Linked DNA regions of Sus scrofa: all the other regions are linked to region 5. A link is a contact called in public HiChIP or PLAC-seq data. All regions are on one chromosome and are shown on one strand. Each heading gives the region's core, a stretch centred on a gene start, on an enhancer-like site or on the middle of the called end of the contact. The rest is flanking DNA. Distances are from core to core; before and after follow the strand shown.

Region 1 (2,700 bases), core at 183-2,682, 260 kb before region 5:
AAATCCACAAAGCACAGACACCATTTTTTAATTGGTGCTGACAGAGAGGAAAATGTACTACAGTGTAACTTTCACAAACAGTAAGTTACATGTAAGCAATGTGAGAGCTGAGGAAGTTGTTTTAAGGCAAAGGGCAGAACCTGTTGCCTAAAATTAACAAGACTAAGGATTTAAGATAATCACAATCAGTTAAAGTAACACCAAGTAATTGAGTACTTCAGTATGATATTTTCACTGTGGTCAGGTGAAAATGCTTCATAATTTAGGTAAAATATTGAGTCTTGTAATAAACTACCTCCTTATGAGAAACTACAGAGTTCCTGTGGTATGTCATGGCAGAGAACATCGCTATACCTTATTCAGCCAAGGTTAGACTTCAGTAGGGAAGCAGGGATGGGCAATTCATGAGTCACGCAAGAAAGTATGTCATCTTGTAGAGATGAGTAGAGAATTTTAACAAGGGGTTTCGAATTCTTTGAAGAACGCACTAAGGAAATTCTGTTGGAGAGAAAATTTTCCATCTTACACGTGGAACCAAAACTCAAATTCTGACTGGAGCCTGGTGATTAGCACAACTAGGTGGAATAACCTAACTTTTCGCATAAGACACAATCCCAAAGCTTTAAGATACTGTCTATGCATATGGCACCAGGCATCACCTTTTCAAGCCCTCGCCGGCATAAAAAGTGGGCTGGACACCCAAACCATCACCCTACCCCCACAGGAAGTGAGTTACGGTCCCCCCTCCCCCAGGATGGCCTTCTTCCCCTCCCCCAACCGGAAGTGAGGCGCCCCCAGTTAGTCGGCCTCAAACAGACAAACCAATAATAACAGCAAAAGAGGGATGATCTTCAAGGGGTGAAGGGCAGCTCCACTGTGGCCACCCCCAAGGTTGCCTTGCTTACTGACCTGCTGAAGATAGGGACAGGCGGGGGCCTGGGGCCTAAAGAAAGTCCCTGGCACAGAGGACAATTCCCTGAGCCCCTCTCAATCGCCTTCACGCTTCTCACTCCGTCGTCTCACAGCTTGACAAAAATTCCTCCGCACTGCTTTATTTTGATGTCCTTTCCTTCCCTTTAGCTAATCGCTTAACCACCTTCCCATAGGTAACTTCCCTTATTGCAGCATTTAAGACTGTTCCAGTGAGGAGAGAAATCAAATATTATTCCCTATACCTTCAGAAAAATGAAGGGATTATTTTGTTCAAAGGCGGCGAAAGACTACGTGATTACGCAAGGTGAGACTTATTTTCGCGGAGGTTTCTGGGAGATGTAGTTTTTTAAAATTGCTAAGGCCTGCAGAAAGAATCAGGACTTAAAATTGCTAATTACTGTAGGCTGGAGTCCTTGAAGATACCTATTCTGTATTCGACAGCAGGCCGACCGAGGGGACTCTGGCATGAAAAGGGACAATACTTCACTCCCCTTTCCCTCTGGACCATAATAGACCTGAAATGTCCCTTCCCAGGATCGTAATAGACCTGAAATTTCCCTTCCCAGTCCTTATCGTCCGGCCCTCTTCCTTTGGCCACGCCCTCTTCAGCCAATCAGACCTCTCTCTAGAGCTCTTCCTCTGGAGGTAGGAACGCGAGAGGAGGGGCTTCATGGTGACTCCTCCCTCGGGGCTAAAGCGAGACAGGGAGAGGGCCTTGGGCCCGTGCGCGCGCGCGTGCTCGTTCAAGTAGCTCGGCGGCGAGTGCGCGCGCGGAGGGGAGGCGAGCTGGCTGGGAGGAGGCGGGCAGGCTGGTGGGCCGGGCGGGCGGCGAGCTGCGGGCAGCCGGGAGCGCGCGGTGGACTCGGCGGCGGCGAGTAGTTAGTTGTTGTTAGTCAGTGTCAGTTGCTCGGCGGCGACGGCTGCGGTCACCAGGAAGGATACGGGACGGCGAACGATGGTGGTCACCGCGGCGGCTTGTGCGCCCCTCAGGTAACAGAGATAGAGTTGTCCGCGTCCTCTCGCTTCCCTTCTCTCGCGCCGGCTTGTGGGACCAGGGTCGTTGCGGGGTGAGGGCGATGACCTGGGAGAATACGGGCGGGGCGGCGCGGGGTCCCGGTGGCGCCTCTGCGGGGGTTCTGGCGGTCAGAGCGTCCGGCCGGGCACAGGCTCTCTGGCCGCGGCCACCCCCGCGCCCCGCCGACCTCGGGGCCCGCGGCGCCGCGCGCCCCCTCGCGCCCCGGCCGCCTCCGCCCCCTCTTTCGGTGGCGGCGGAGGCGGCAGCCCCAGTAGCTCGGCGCCCCCCAGAGGAGGGAAAGTTGGGACCTGGCGGCGAGAGACGCCCCCGGGCGCGGCTGGAAGGCTGCTGGGGAAAGTGGAGCCTAGAGTAGTGAACGCTGTGAGGCTGGGGCAGGAAGGACTCCCCTTGCTCTTGCTAAGTGTGCCGGACAGCCACCTCCAAACCCGGGAGGATCTGGAGCAGCCTGGCCAGCAGCGCCAGGACGAAACCCGTTGGCTCTTTGCTCACTTCGCTCTGAGGTTTGTAAGACTCCTAAGATGCGGGTTATTTGGGGATTTCGAATTGTTTGTTGGATCAGTTTTGTTTCTCCCTTACCCTTTGACTCATCCGTTCTTACAACTTTTCTTACCTTCCGTGATGGGAAGCTGCTGTCTGAGCCCCCTTCTGTACCTCCTCCCGGTCGCCTGCACCATTCGCCTGAGAGCTTGATTTGGTCTTTTTCGTCCTTTGACTACGTTAAAAAAACTACT
Region 2 (2,873 bases), core at 71-2,570, 380 kb before region 5:
TCCCTGGGCAGATCAGCTATGAACGCTGGGCTCCTACTGTCCCCATGGCTTGAATGCAGTGCTGCTTTTGTCCCACAGCCCCCTGGCTGTCTTGCCTGTAGCAACATATCATAATCAACCAGGGTAGGGCTCCTGGTCCCCTGCCCCTGCTCCTCCTGTGTTTCCGACCTTCATTCCTGCTGGCAGCCTTTGTTCCATGTGGTCCTAGGAGAGCTGAAAACGGGGGCTCTTTAGGGATCTAGAGAAGATGTATTTATTTAGCCAGGGAGCCATCAAGGTCTAGAGCTGGGAATTCGTGAGAGTTTCTGGTCCCAGACGTGCCCCCACCTCACTAAGTGATGCCAGGCCCTTCCTTCTCATGTCTGAACCCCCAAGCCCCCAAGTGTGACCAGAAGAGGCTAAACTAGCTGACTCCAATGACCTTGCTGCCACATCTTCCTGAGAGGCGACAGGCAGGAGATGGTTAGTGCTGCTCTGGGTGGGAGGGTGCTGGGAGCCAGGGCAGGACAGGGGCTGGCGGGCATCAGGCATCACTGTCCGGTGTTCCAGCCCTTCTGTCTGTGAGGACACGGCTGTGAAATGTAAGTAAAACCCAAGGCTAATTTCCTCGGTCAGAAGGAGGAGGCACTGCAGCATTTTCAAACCCTAATTAAACCCGCTCGGGCGGTGTAACACCAAAATCAGTTCCAAGATCAATATTGCTATTCATTTAGAAGTGTAACGAGGTTAGAGAGGTGAGCAAAGGAAATAATTAACTCATTTGCAGCCTTTTTAAACAGAAACAGTCATTTTAATCTCCAGGGTAATTAGCTATGCTCTGTCCATCAATCATGACTGAGGCCATTATTTTAAGTATTTGATTAATCAAGAGGGAGGGGGTTAAGGCACCCCTCCCAGCGGTTACAGGCCACCCCCAGCCCCAGTTGGGGATGACCCCTGGGTCGGCAGGACGAACCCTTTTCAGAGAGACTGGCAGGGTGGAGCCAACCACACTTGGGGTCCCCCCCACTGCGCCCCGGGTGAGGCAGTTTGGGCAGGTGAGGTAGCGGCTCCCTCTTCTGTCAGTCTGATGCAAGAGGAACAGACCCGCCCTGGGCTTGGAAGTGCTGGGAGCCAGGAGGTCCAGGTTCTGGTCCAGAAACTGCCCCCGACTTGCTGCTTGACCTCCAACAACAACAGGTCCCTTCCACCTCTGGGCCTTGGCGTCTCCCTCTGTCTTAGGTTGAGTCAGATGCCAGATGAATTAGCCAGAAGCTCACCGGTTCTAAGTGCCCAGGGGCCTCCAGCCACTGGAGGGCAGCAGAGCCCCAGGGACCCCTGAGCCCAAGGCCTGGGCTGTCCGGAAGGGGGCGGCGGCCAAGCCAGAGCTGTTCCCTGTGTCAGCCTGGGTTATGGCTGATGCTGTCAGAGATGTTTGGTCTGCCAGCCTCAGGATTCACGGGGCCTGAAGAGGCAGGTGTCAGCAGTTATTCTTCCCATTTAGCAGATGAGGCACTGAGGCCTCGGAGAAGGACTGAGCGAGGGCCGGACAGTGAGTGAGTCACACCCAGGTCCTGAAACTCAGAGGGGATGGGGTGGAGGGTGAGGCGGGCAAAGCTGACGCAGGCTGTCCTCTTTGGCTATCTAACAGCCCAGGCTTAGTCGCCCTCAGCAGCCAGAGGATCCTCAAAGACCCTGGGCCTGTCCCTCTCACATCGGAGAAGAGGGAAACTGAGGCCCAATGAGAAAGACAAAGCGGGAACAGGTAGTGGGCACTCAGTGGGAGAAGGAGCTGTAAGGCAGCAAGCAGAGGGCTGGGTACCCCAGCAGAGGCAGAGTGGAGGGGCTGTCAGGGCAGGCTTCCTGAGGGAGGTGACCTCTGAGCAGAGTCAAAGGGCAGAGAAGAGCCTTTCCAGGCAGGGAGAGAAGAGTAAGAACAGGCCAAGTACATGGTGAGTTTGGTATGGCTGGAGCATGGGTTACGCGGGCAGCAGCGGGATGCGACCCCAGGGAGGTGATGAGGGGCCTGGGCCTCAGGTTGGCCATGGATGTTGATCTGAGGAGGCTGGCGGGGAGGCTGGGTGTTTAGGGCCATGGTGGGGGGTGGGGGGTTGGGTGCATACCGCCCGGCTCCATGGGGCCCCTGGGGTGTCCCCTCTGAAGCAGCTGTGCTGAGCCTGGGGCTTGCCCTGTGGGTGGATGACCTGCCTGGGAAACCCCACCTTAGTGCCATCTGCCCTCTCTGGGGTCCTGCTGAGAAAGGCGGAGTTTCTGGGAGGGCAGGGGCCAGGGAGTGGCTGAGTCACTAAAGGGTTCTGGCAAGTCAGGGGTTGGGGGAAAGGAAATGAGGATAAAAAGGAGAGTGGGGGAAAACATGGGTGAGCCCTCCCTGACTTCCTTCTCAAGCCCGTCCAAGTGAGGGCTCACTGCCCTGCACCATACCAGCACAGGAAATGCCTCTTCTTGGATGCCTCCAACTCTGGGAAGCTCACTACCTCAAACAGCACTGAGAAGGAGAAATTCCCTTTAACTGTTAAGTCTACTCTCTTCTCTATAGTCATCGGCTTTGTGCCTGGGGTGCACTGAGAGCCCGGCCTGACAGTCTTCCCAGGAACATGGTCTGGGTCCTGGAGTTGCAGTACCCACTCCCTCAGGCAGGCAGAAAGTACAGACTGTGATCATTGGCTGATTAGCAACCCAGAAAGGCCAGGGGGCTTGGCTGGGTTGCCCAGCTGGCTCGGGGTTGGAGGGGAGCCTTCCAGCACCATCTCTACAGGTGGGGGGAAGCAGGAAGGATGGGAATGAGGAAGCAGAAGGAGGAGGAAGAGGAAAAGAAGGGAGGGAGGAGGAAGGAAGAGCAGGATGGGGCTGGGTGCTTGGTTGCTAGGAGCAAC
Region 3 (2,743 bases), core at 107-2,606, 320 kb before region 5:
CAGGAGCTCCAGTATTAAAGGCTTTTAAGTACATAAACTACATATGGGAATTATGAGAGTTTAAGGTATTTGGAAAGGGAAATTGGGACTTAATTACAGAAAACCCTGATTGCTACATTTGAATATGATTTAGTAAGCAATGAAGAGTCATTGAGCATTTTCAAGCATGAAATTACCACAAATTTAATTTCTTACAACCATATATTAACCGTAGCCTACACATAGGCCTAAATCCTATTGCTGAGGCTGAACCAAATGGAAGGGAAAAGGCCAGAGAAAAATATGTGCCAGCAGGAAAGGAGGCATAGGAACCAAGATAACTGTCACTTGTGCTCTGCACATGCTGTAGTCGAATAGTTCATTTAAATTAAATGCCAAATTCCCTAAGTAACAACTTTTTGGGAGTCGGAATAAAGTATCTGATGATGTTAATCTATAGTCAGCTTACAGCTTTTAGTTGGTCCTCATTTCTACACCTCACTCCAAGCTCTAGCCATCTTTAGCATCTAAAGCGAATAAAATTCTTGGGTCACAAGAGGGGCTGGAGTTAAGGGGTTTAGTTCAAGGACAGATTCATAACATAAGTGTCTGCCATTTGCTAAGCATCCTCGAGCTAAAGGCAACTAACCCAGTCCTAATTATGGGACAGAAAATATTCTGCTGTGATTAAAAAAATGGTCCAATAGCATTTCAAATAGCATCACTATTATATACATATATCATACACATACACACAACGTGTAGACAGAAAGTTAATTACCTCATGATCATGAGTAGCCTGTCGGGCTGCATCTAAAAATATGAAAGAATAAGAATATTAAGCTGAAAACCAAAACAAAACAGTAACAAAACCCAAGCAAATGACTGTGCCAAACTACAAAAACTGCTGGTATATGTGGGCTCTCAAAATATAATAGCTTTATTAATCAGTCAGTTAACAAAAGTTAAAGGGAATTCCATCTTACAGGTTAGCCAATTAGACATAAGAGAGGGAGTTCCCGTCGTGGCGCAGTGGTTAACGAATCCGACTAGGAACCATGAGGTTGCGGGTTCGGTCCCTGCCCTTGCTCAGTGAGTTAACAATCCGGCGTTGCAGTGAGTTGCAGTGTAGGTTGCAGATGAGGTTCGGATCCCGCGTTGCTGTGGCTCTGGAGTAGGCCGGTGGCTACAGCTCCGATTCGACCTCTAGCCTGGGAACCCTCCATATGCCATGGGAGCAGCCCAAGAAATAGCAAAAAGACAAAAAAAAAAAAAAAAAAAAAAAGACATGAGAAACAGCAGACATCATTCTTATCTTTGAGGAGAATAGAGTGGACAGGAAATACATGCCAAAGGCTGTTTGCACAACATTATAGTTTAGCAGGCAAGATGCCCAAAGGAGAAGACGCAATAGCTAAGTAATGTCAGGCTTAGCTTTGGCAGTATTTCCTCAAGTAGGGGAACTTTTAGCAATCCTTGTAAGAGTGTGATGAACAATTTTATTTTATTTTTTGTCTTTTTAGGGCCGCAGCTTCGACATATGGAGGTTCCCAGGCTAGGGGTTGAACTGGAGCCGTAGCTGCTAGCCTACATTACAGCCACAGCAATGTGGGATCCAAGCCACATCTGGGACCTACACCACAGCTCACAGCAATGACAGATCCTTAACCCACTGAGCAAGACCCAGGATCCTCATAGATGCTAGTCAGATTCGTTTCCGCTGAGCCATGACAGGAACTCTGTGATGAACAATTTTAATGGAAACTAAAAGATCCGTGAAGATGGGGGTTTTGACTGTTTTGTTTACCTTTGCATCCTTAATATTTAGGTTAGCTCCTGATATGTAACAGGAAGTGTTCAATACATATTTTGAATACAGGCACACATGAATGAGTGAATTAAAAGGATGGTCAGTGAAAGGCCATCAATGATCACATGAAAGGCTTAGAGGTGTTAAAGCAAGGCAATTATGTAGCATAGTAGGCAGATTTGTTTAGAGGCAGAGAAATGCCTAAACTGAATAAGAAAAAAAGCACAGGGCAACTACAAGGGGTCTTAGAGTACAAGCCAAATTGATACTGGATATGGAAATACCAACTGAAATTTCTAAATGAGAGCGATGTGATTTTAATAAAACTCCAAGATGTTTTTAAGTGAATGTAGTATAATAGAGAAATGAGAGAAATGTATCTTTTATATTTAGCACTCTAATAGTAGGCTTTGTGACACCCCATCATGCAAAAACAAACTACAGATACATTTGGTTCTGGTTCTGATACCTTGCCTATGAGATTTGCCTTTCTGACGGTCCTGTGTTTTCCTACTGAAGACCTTGTAGGCCTCAGTCTTCTGATACTGCTCCAGTTCCTTCATGTAACGCTCCTTATCTCTGTCTGCTTCATCAAGGTAGCGCTAGGAAAGAAATGTTCAAGAAATAGATCTTATTGAAGTAAAATACCAATGAACTCTGTGAAGAAAACAGAGGACAATTAGAACATGGAAAGAAAAGTACACGTGAGGAATAACTTTAAGGGAGAATTAAAAAAAAAAGTCGTGAATCAGAAAAAAACGCTCAATTATAAAAGTAATAGGTGATTCTGACTTTTAAGACTGTTTATGGCTTTTTCTAACTTATTGAAGACAAGTTCTACTGAGATCACTCTCATAAAAAATTCACAAGAACATGATTATAGTTCTTCCTCTAATCCTATAGATAGAACTACACATGGCCACTAGAATCCTCAAGAAGACTAAACACCACATA
Region 4 (2,700 bases), core at 190-2,689, 290 kb before region 5:
AGCCTACTCAAGCACTGCTTTTATTATTAGTAAAACAAAGAGATAACTGCAGAAGTAAAAAACTTCTGCACCAGTGTCAGAACTTAAAGTAATCTAATAAAACTTCCTTGGTATGGGTACTTCCCCAAATAATTTCCTGGGACACTGGGGTACTATGAAATAGTAAAAAGTTAGGCGTGTATGAGGCAGAGGTGGAGGGTTGAGACAGGAGGTAGGTGGGAGAAGGGAAGGCCAAGACAGTTAATATTCCACCTAGGAGGCCATATGATATTTGAAAAGGTATTTTCAATAATATTCAATGTTATAATCTTATTTTATATTTAGAAAACAGAAGTAATTAATTGTACAAAATACAGAGAGTTAATGTTCTTGTTTGGTAAAGATACATGTGTATATTTTTTCACTCACTTCTTGGTGATTCTCACGAAGGCTATATCAGAATAGAGGAATTTTGGAGTTCCCTTTGTGGCTCAGAGGTTTACGAACCCGACTAGGATCCATGAGCATGCAGGTTTGATCCCTGGCCTCGCTCAGTGGGTTAAGGATCCAGCATTGCCATGAGCTGTGGTGTAGGTCACAGATGAGGCTTGGATCCTGCGTTGCTATGGCTCTGGTGTAGGCAGCTCCAATTCAGCCCCTAGCCTGGGAACCTCCATATGCCTCAAGTCAGGCCCTAAAAAGCAAAAAAACAAAAAAAAAGAATAGAGGATTTTTGTGTTTACCAAGAGGGAAATGAGGCATTCCTCTTGTGGCTCAGCAAGTTAGGAACCCAACACAGTATCTGTGAGGATATGGGTTCGATCCCTGGCCTCGCTCAGTGAGTTAAGGATCCAGCGTTACTACAAGCTGTGGCTCAGATCCTGCATTGCTGTAGCTGTGGTGTAGGCTTTAAAAAAAAAAAAAAAAATAGGGAAATGAGTTTTAAAAAAGCTGAAAAAGCAATGCTTTTCACAGTTTATTATATGTTCACTGTGTTAGGCATCAAAGACATAGAAGTAAATAAGATTAACAAGAAATTTTGTCCTTTTACAGTTCATAATCTAGTGGGGCGAAGAAGGGCAAAACAGTGGGAAAAAATGCAAGGGCTGTAGTAGCTCATGTGTGTAAAGCTATTTATTTAATATAAGAAAAACAGGGAAGAAACACAGATGAATAGATGGGGCGACCAACTAAGGTAACTGCTTAGTAGTGTGATAAGTTCACAGAGCATCTGAAGGAAACAGAAAATACCGACTGAGGAAAACCTGAGAGGGAACACTTAGCTCAGGGTACTTACATGTTTGGAATCTAGATTCATATCAAGGAGGCAGACAGGATTCCTTTCTACCTCCAAAACAAAATGATTCAAGTCTGGAGTCTGAGGAAGTCTATATATGAGAAAGAGGACCCAAACAAAAACTTACTAGTTAACAGTTCTAGGGCAAGGGTCCTTACATAGTTCCTCTATTTTCCTACGTTTGACACTGCTTTCTTCAGCTCAAACTTGCAGCTGTGAAGCAACACTGCAAAGAAGAGATGGAAAGAATGTTCCTTTCTGTTACAGTCAATAATTCCCAAATCTTTTACCCTTTCAAAGCTGATGAATACTAAAAAGTAAATGATGATGTTTTAAGGAAAGTCAGAGATCACTTATAAAAGCTATAGTGTAATAAAAGGAAATAGATCCCATCAAAGTGTTCTTCATTTTAATCAACTTCATTTTAATCAATCAATTAATTTGATACAAATTAAGTTCTCTTTCTACAAAGAATTCCTAAAAGAAAAACAGAACTCTAGGTAGTGGGGACGTTTTCTTCGGCCAAAAGTTGAAGACAATAACAACAAACCAAACCAAAAAAACCCTTTAGCTGCAGGGAGGCAAAACCATCAATAGTCTTTACCACTTTGAACAATAAAATGAAATTCACAGTTTTCCTCACAAAATAAATTGGCACAGTTGCAGTTTAACAGAACAGTTTAAATGGAAAGAAAATTTAAAACTTAGACTTTGCTATATTTTGCTTTTGAAATTCACAATTTTCCTTACAAAACAAATAGGTACAGTTTCAGTTTAACATCAAAGTTCAAATGAAAGAAACCCAGAATTGTTTTACTATATTTTGCTTTTGAAATTCACAATTTTCCCTACAAAACAAATAGGTACATTTGAGTTTAACAGAGCAGTTTAAATGAGAGAAACTCAAAATTATTCTGCTATATTTGCTTTCGAATCCAAAAGCTGATAATGCTTATGACTTCAGAAAGTTAAAAAAAATAGCCACACAGTTCAAACTTGACACATTTAAAACTCTAGAAGACCAGTTTCCCAGGAACATTTTTCCTTTACATACCCTTCCCAATATGATAAGGCTTCACCCTTCCTGTACACAGAGCCTCTAGGCTGTCACCCAGATCAAGTGCTTAGATGTTATCTTAGCAGTTTACAAGCTACTGATTTTGTTTCCAGGTGAAACAAAAACAAGTTTAAAGCTATATCAGCAGTAACTAACTGAGGAGTGACTAGACTAATTAAATCACCTCAAGATGATTGGTGTTGAGTGTATTTACTAAAATCTACAAAATTTGTATTTCCAGAGTTGCCTATTGCTGTTCAAAAGCCTACTTAATCCAGTAAGTCACAGTGACATCCCAGGGAATAGGAATTTGCTGAAGGATTTGTTTTGCTCTTCTTTCTACATTAAATGCACTCACTTGGCTGTG
Region 5 (2,738 bases), core at 51-2,550:
GCTAGAATTTAATAATTTGAAAGCCAAGGGATTCTACCCCTTAAATGCCAAATACCCTGCGGTGATAAAGAGTACTATGATCTTTACCTTGAGTGTTGTCTGAGTTTGCTCAGGCCACCCTAACAAAATACTGTAGACTGGATGGCTTAAACAAAATAAATTTTCTCATAGTTCTGAATGCTGGAAAGTTCAAAATCAAGGTTCTAGCTGATTTAGTTTCTAGTGGGGGGCTCTCTTTCTGCCTTGCAGATGGCTGCCTTCTTCTTGTGTCTTCACATGGCTGAGGTGGGTAGGGACTTTCTAGTGTCTCTTCCTATAAGGACACTAATCCATGTCAGGGCCTCATTTAGCCTTAATTACCTCTTTGTAGGCCCTATCTCCAAATACAGTTAAATCACCTTGGGGGTTAGCATGTCAACATATGAATTTGGGAGGAGCGGGGTAAACAATTTAATCCAAAATGTTCTGTCCCTGCCCCCCACATTGAATTCATATCCTTATCACATACAAAATATGTTCAGTTCATCCCAGTAGTCCCAGAGTTCTTAACTCATTCTAGCATCAACTCTAAAGTCCAAAGTCTCACGTGACTATCATCTAAATCAGATATGGGTGAAACTCAAGGTCTGATAAATCCTAAAGCAAATTTCTTCTCCAAATGTGAACCTAGGGAAATAGTCAAGTTATGTGCTTCCAAAATACAGTGGTGGACAAGCATAGGATGGACAACCCCATTTAAAAAGGGAGAAATCGAAAAGGAAGAAAGGGATGATGGGTCTCAAGCAAGTTCAAAACCTTGCAAGGCCAATTCCAAAACCTTACAAGGCCAATTCCATTAAATACTGAGGCTCAGGAATAATCCTCTTTGATTCAGTATTTTGTCCTCCAGGCCCACTGGAGTGGCAGCATCAACCATGTGGCTCTGCTGGGCCCCTTGATCTTTGGCTTTTCGTAAGGGCCCACCCACATGGCTCACTGCCAGGGCAGGGTCACGCTTGGCCTTCCCAATCTGGAGAAGCATCCCTACCCTTCTAAACAGAAAAGGAAACTGCCTTGCCCTGGGCCTGTGGTGGGAGTAGCAGCCCTTGAATATCTAGAATGTCTTCAGGGTCATGCTTCCCTTTCCTTAAAGAATAGTTCTCTTTCACAGATAAATAGCTCTATGGTCCAGTCCTCAAGCATCCAAGAAGTCCAACAGCCTTCCTTCATTCCACCCAGCTTTCTCTGTCCCTTTAGTTCAAACTGACAGTGCCTTTGCTGGTATAATCCCACCTCTATTTCTGGCTTCTGCTGAGATGGCTGATTAAGTCCATGAGTCACACTCTGATGTCTTTATCAAGTGGTTATTCAGCCACACCCTTAGTATTCTCTTTAGAACAAGCTTTCTCGTTTTTTACAATATGGATAGGCTGAGAGTTTTCAAATCTTCAAGCTCTGATTCCTTTTTGTCCAACAATTCCTTCAACTCTTCTCTCTCCCTTTGCCCTTTACTATAAGCAGTTAGGAAGAAACAAGCCATTCCTTTAACATTTTGTTTAGAAATCTCTCAGCTAAATATTTAGTTTCATAGCTTACAAGTTCTGCCTTTCACAAAATGCAAGAGCACCATTTAGCCAAGTTCTTTGCCATTTTATAAGAAAGTTCATCTTTTTTCTAGTTTCTGATGTGTTCCTCATTTCTATCTGAGACTTCACTAGAATCACCCTTAGTGTTCATATTTCTAGCAACAGTCTATTCAGGGGTATCTAGGCTTTTTCTCTCAGGTGTCTTAAAACTCTTCCATCTTCTACCCAATTCCAAAGCAGCTTCTTCTGTATTTTTGGTTATTTGTTAAAGCAATACCCCACTTCTCAGTAACAAAATCTTCATCTTAGTCTGCTTGAGCTGCCATAACAAAATACGATAAACTGGATGACTAATGAATAATAGGGTTTATTTTCTCCCATTTCTGTAGACTGCAAAGGGAGAAGATTCTCTTCCTGGTGTGAGACATGCCAGGGGTGGGGAGGGTGGGGGAGAGAGTATGCACATTGGGGGGGGTCAGGGCTTTAACTTATGAATCTTGGGAAGACAAGTTCAGTCCATAGCTTTATTTGGTTTTTCATTCAATGTGAATAGCTTTATTTTTGTTGGTCTTAAACTAAAAGACATCACAACATAAAATAAGAAAAGGTATATTTGGGAGTTCCCTGGTGGCCTGGCAGGTTAAGGCTCCAGCATTTTCACAGCTGTGGTACAGGTTACTGCTGTGGTGTGGATTCAGTCCCTGGCCCAGGAATTTCCACGTGCCATGGGTATAGCCAGAAGAAGGAAAAAAAAAAAAAAGAAAGAAAGAAAACAGAAAAGTAGCTTTGGAGTCAGCTTAATGGGTCCAAATTCTGAATCTGTTGTTGTATATTCCCAAGCAAGTCACATAACCTCTCCCTTTTCACATGAATGGATACTCGCTGCTGTACCTACCTCCCTCATTAGAGGTTTATATGCATATGTGTTTATGTAGTGAAACTGCTTTTATAAACTGTGAAGTACATGTAAGAGAATGCATTGTTGTTATTAATAATGGAAAAATTACTTCTCAACATTCTCTTGGTCACTATCATTCTTTAATATTAGGTACTAGTCTTGAGCATATTTTGATAAGCTCTGCACTTAGATTATTTTCTTGCTCATTTCTTCAAAGACATAAACATCTTTTCTTAAGATTATGAGAGAAAGCTACTAAATGTTACAACCCTCTA
Region 6 (2,893 bases), core at 293-2,792, 340 kb before region 5:
AGACACTGTCTTATCAGTGAGCTTTGCAGTTACCCAAGTCACCCAGGTTTTAATGGAGAGATGGTCTGGAGATGTTGCAAGTGACACAGACAGTGGCCTAGTTTGGAATAATGGAATGAGGGTCTTTACAGAACTCAGCTGAATGTTTTTCCACTATGACATTACTGCATCTCAACAGCCTGTTAAGGTATATAGGGTGGATTAAAATCCCCAGGTTACGGATGAGAAAACTGAGTCTCCAAGAGAGGAAGAGACCCATGCTAACCAGTGGCTGCAGTGGCTGTGAACCCAGGTTTCTTGGCTCCATCCAGACCTCATTTAGCCACCTGGGCTGAAGGAAACCTGGGAGTCAAGGCCAAAGGTGCCTGGGGACTGAGGTCCATGAGGGTGGGGATGGGGAGAGAGGCACACCACTTCAAGTTCAAGTTGCTAGTTTTGCAGAGTGTAAAATTACTGCACAAGTCCCAGAGAATAAACAGAGTTAACACCCCATTAAATACAATGGACTTTCAACGTGAGCTTGAGACGTGCCCAGATTGAAACTAGCTGAGCAGGAGCTGGCCCGTGAGTAAAATGTATCACACGCACTGCCTTAACGTTTCCAAAAAAGAAAAATCTAGCTCGGGGAGAAGAAAGCGCCGGCAGCAGCTCTGCAGGCTCAGGGCTGAGGATCCGGTAATGAAGTCTTTCTGGAAGGTAAGAAAGGGCTGTGTGCTGTATGCTATTTTTAAACATGCTGGAGCAGCACATGTATTCCTGCCCCTCCGCACTTTCTCCAGCAGAGGAGGGGCCCCGGGGAATGCAGCCAGGAATTTAGATGCTATTTATTGTATTTCCTTTTATCAGTCAAATGATTTTCCTATTTCCCACATAGATAAAGATCTTCCGCTTACAGCTCCAGCTTGTTGACCTTGTCAGGACTGCTGTGCAGTCTGGAAATTGGTCCCAGAGAGAGAAGGGCATTGTTGTGAGGGGTTTGTTTGGCGGGTTGGGTTTTTCTTCTCCCAATAGGGAGGAGATCCATTTACAAAAAAAAAAAAAAAAAAAAAACCTTCCAAAAAACAAAAACTGATTGTTTCGTGTCTTTTTCCAAAACTGCAAGGTTGTCCAAGGAATTTGGTTCCCCAACCTCCCTCTGACCTCCACCTGAATATCTCCACCCTATCTTTCACCATCTCTCTCTCTCTCTCTCTCTCTCTCACACACACACACACACACACACACACTTCAGCAGCAAGCCTGACCCTGGGCCTGCTGCTGAGCCGCAGTCTTGGCAGGCGGTGGGTGGTGGGGTGGAGGGGGCGGCAGCTGGGTCTCAGCTTGTAAGCTGAGCCAGGCTCTCCGCGGTGCCAGGACTAGAGGCCCCTTGGAGATGCCAGCAGGCCTGAGTGGGAGCAGTTACAACTTCCCCTCGCTGGAAGCTTTGGAGCCAGCAAGGCCTCTAGGAGCCGCATTTCCAGGCGAGGGAGTGGCCTCAGGGCTGCTATCCAGCGGGAGGTCTCCTCTTGGGCAAGCTGCCCTCTTTGTTTGCCTCGCCTGGGCCTGCTGGCCAGGTTCAAGGGTCGGAGCCAGCCCACTTCTCCTCGCCTTCTCAGAACGCCACCAGCGGATGATGCCGGAGGCCGGGGTTTCATTATAAATCCTCTCCATTTCTGGCTCGTTCTCAACCACAAAACATAAAGAGAGCCAGCGAGCCTCAGCTAGAATTCAGCCCCTCGCAGACTCAATGTTTGCAGAACGAGGAGCTGCAGGCCCCTCCGCCCCGGCGTGGGTCCGCTGCGGATTTTGACAGCCGCCAGTTTTTTCTGAAGCCCCAGGTTCTTCCCCAGCGTCGTGGCGCTTCCGGGCCAGGACGGCAGAGGGCAGTGGCTCTCCTGACAGCACCTCTGTCAACGCGGCGCTCACACATCTGGAAATGGGCTCTCCCACTCTCTTACGAAATGCTGGACGAGGATCGGTCTGTGTGAAATGTACTGGCACCGAGGGAGCAGCATCCGCATCAAGAATTCCACTTTCTCATTAATGCTATGTCCCCCTCAAGAGCGCTTGTGGAATGTGGGGAATTCGCCTTGCCAAGGCAGCCAGCAAATCTCAGTCTTTTGGGGCTTGGTCAGGCCTGGGTGGAATGCTTGGAAGGACCACCTCTGGTCCAAAGCCTTTGCCCTTCCCTCCCACGTGGAAGGTGAAAAACAAAACAGAGGAGCGGACCCCCCAGATCTTCCCCCAGGGGAAGAAAGCAAAAAATGAAAGCCTTGCCCTTCCGTGCCTCCTGAAGACAGCGCATGCTCATAGTTCCAGGTTCTTGAGAAACAAGACCTAATTCTAAGAAAGCATCTTCCTAAATTACAAGCGATTAGAAATGCCAGTGTGACTCGCAGTGTGCAGCTGGGAAGGGAGAAACTGGATGGCGGAGGGCAGAGCTGGCACTGGGGAAGCGCCTGCCTTCTACTCTGAGACTGCTCCCTAGACTTCCCAAAGCTGCATGCATTTAAATGTCCACATTTTTTCCACAGAAGCCAGCACTCTGGACTTCTCTTGGCCAAACAACACATCTGTCTAATATGATGTGGGAGAAATATGTTACATTCTTTTATGAACGGAATGTTAACACCACCTAGAATCAATATTTATATCCAAGAACACAATGATCTGGCTTGTTTTGTGCTGCCCTGTTGCAGAAAGGGACATTCGGGAAGAGCTGAGAGGTTCCCTCTCTTCTTGCCCAGAAAGGCCGACCTACCAAGGCAAATCATCTGGGGCTCAGGCATCGAAAGGGTTTCGGCCTTGGAGGCCCTGCTGGTTCCCTTCCTGCCCCTGCCGCCCTCTGTCTCTTGGGACTTCAAGAGGAAGTCAGAGAGCAGCAAGTGGGGCAGGAATGTGCAGTGAGATCCAG

The links. HiChIP or PLAC-seq counts read pairs in DNA pulled down with a chosen protein or histone mark.
Region 1: a contact with region 5 is called in an H3K27ac HiChIP or PLAC-seq map of alveolar macrophages. The contact joins the promoter of HMG20A here to the enhancer-like site in region 5. A contact is called at or near these places in 1 of 5 promoter capture datasets (liver), 5 of 47 Hi-C or Micro-C datasets (brain, embryonic fibroblasts, fetal heart ventricle and 2 more) and 2 of 2 datasets of contacts at active chromatin or transcription factors (alveolar macrophages and skeletal muscle).
Region 2: an H3K27ac HiChIP or PLAC-seq map of alveolar macrophages shows a contact between it and region 5. The contact joins two enhancer-like sites. A contact is called at or near these places in 7 of 47 Hi-C or Micro-C datasets (embryonic fibroblasts, fetal heart ventricle, fetal skeletal muscle and 3 more) and 2 of 2 datasets of contacts at active chromatin or transcription factors (alveolar macrophages and skeletal muscle).
Region 3: a contact with region 5 is called in an H3K27ac HiChIP or PLAC-seq map of alveolar macrophages. The contact joins two enhancer-like sites. A contact is called at or near these places in 1 of 47 Hi-C or Micro-C datasets (embryonic fibroblasts) and 1 of 2 datasets of contacts at active chromatin or transcription factors (alveolar macrophages).
Region 4: a contact with region 5 is called in an H3K27ac HiChIP or PLAC-seq map of alveolar macrophages. The contact joins two enhancer-like sites. A contact is called at or near these places in 1 of 47 Hi-C or Micro-C datasets (embryonic fibroblasts) and 1 of 2 datasets of contacts at active chromatin or transcription factors (alveolar macrophages).
Region 6: a contact with region 5 is called in an H3K27ac HiChIP or PLAC-seq map of alveolar macrophages. The contact joins two enhancer-like sites. A contact is called at or near these places in 16 of 47 Hi-C or Micro-C datasets (alveolar macrophages, embryonic fibroblasts, epiblast stem cells and 9 more) and 2 of 2 datasets of contacts at active chromatin or transcription factors (alveolar macrophages and skeletal muscle).

Annotation. Positions count from the first base shown.
Region 1 is chr7:57,502,780-57,505,479 of Sscrofa11.1, reverse strand. HMG20A (high mobility group protein 20A) reads right to left here and starts at 1,432. Exons shown (of 11, transcript XM_021099019.1): 1 at 910-1,432; 2 at 355-498. It also overlaps a transcript of PEAK1 not described here.
Region 2 is chr7:57,623,273-57,626,145 of Sscrofa11.1, reverse strand. No RefSeq gene overlaps it. Among named protein-coding and RNA genes, the nearest start is that of HMG20A, 120 kb to the right of the region's middle. Within about 2 kb of position 1,320, at least 25 of the 83 cell types and tissues checked have an H3K27ac peak or open chromatin away from gene starts, as enhancers often do. A contact at or near this core is called in alveolar macrophages, where this site is marked.
Region 3 is chr7:57,554,109-57,556,851 of Sscrofa11.1, reverse strand. It overlaps HMG20A (high mobility group protein 20A), which reads right to left. Exons shown (of 11, transcript XM_021099019.1): 6 at 2,259-2,391; 7 at 761-792. Among named protein-coding and RNA genes, the nearest start is that of HMG20A, 51 kb to the right of the region's middle. Within about 2 kb of position 1,356, at least 2 of the 83 cell types and tissues checked have an H3K27ac peak or open chromatin away from gene starts, as enhancers often do. A contact at or near this core is called in alveolar macrophages, where this site is marked.
Region 4 is chr7:57,532,095-57,534,794 of Sscrofa11.1, reverse strand. All of the region lies in intron 2 of HMG20A (high mobility group protein 20A), which reads right to left. Among named protein-coding and RNA genes, the nearest start is that of HMG20A, 29 kb to the right of the region's middle. Within about 2 kb of position 1,439, at least 3 of the 83 cell types and tissues checked have an H3K27ac peak or open chromatin away from gene starts, as enhancers often do. A contact at or near this core is called in alveolar macrophages, where this site is marked.
Region 5 is chr7:57,238,528-57,241,265 of Sscrofa11.1, reverse strand. All of the region lies in intron 5 of PEAK1 (pseudopodium enriched atypical kinase 1), which reads left to right. Among named protein-coding and RNA genes, the nearest start is that of TSPAN3, 52 kb to the right of the region's middle. Within about 2 kb of position 1,300, at least 7 of the 83 cell types and tissues checked have an H3K27ac peak or open chromatin away from gene starts, as enhancers often do. A contact at or near this core is called in alveolar macrophages, retroperitoneal adipose tissue and skeletal muscle, where this site is marked.
Region 6 is chr7:57,577,935-57,580,827 of Sscrofa11.1, reverse strand. No RefSeq gene overlaps it. Among named protein-coding and RNA genes, the nearest start is that of HMG20A, 75 kb to the right of the region's middle. Within about 2 kb of position 1,542, at least 64 of the 83 cell types and tissues checked have an H3K27ac peak or open chromatin away from gene starts, as enhancers often do. A contact at or near this core is called in alveolar macrophages, retroperitoneal adipose tissue and skeletal muscle, where this site is marked.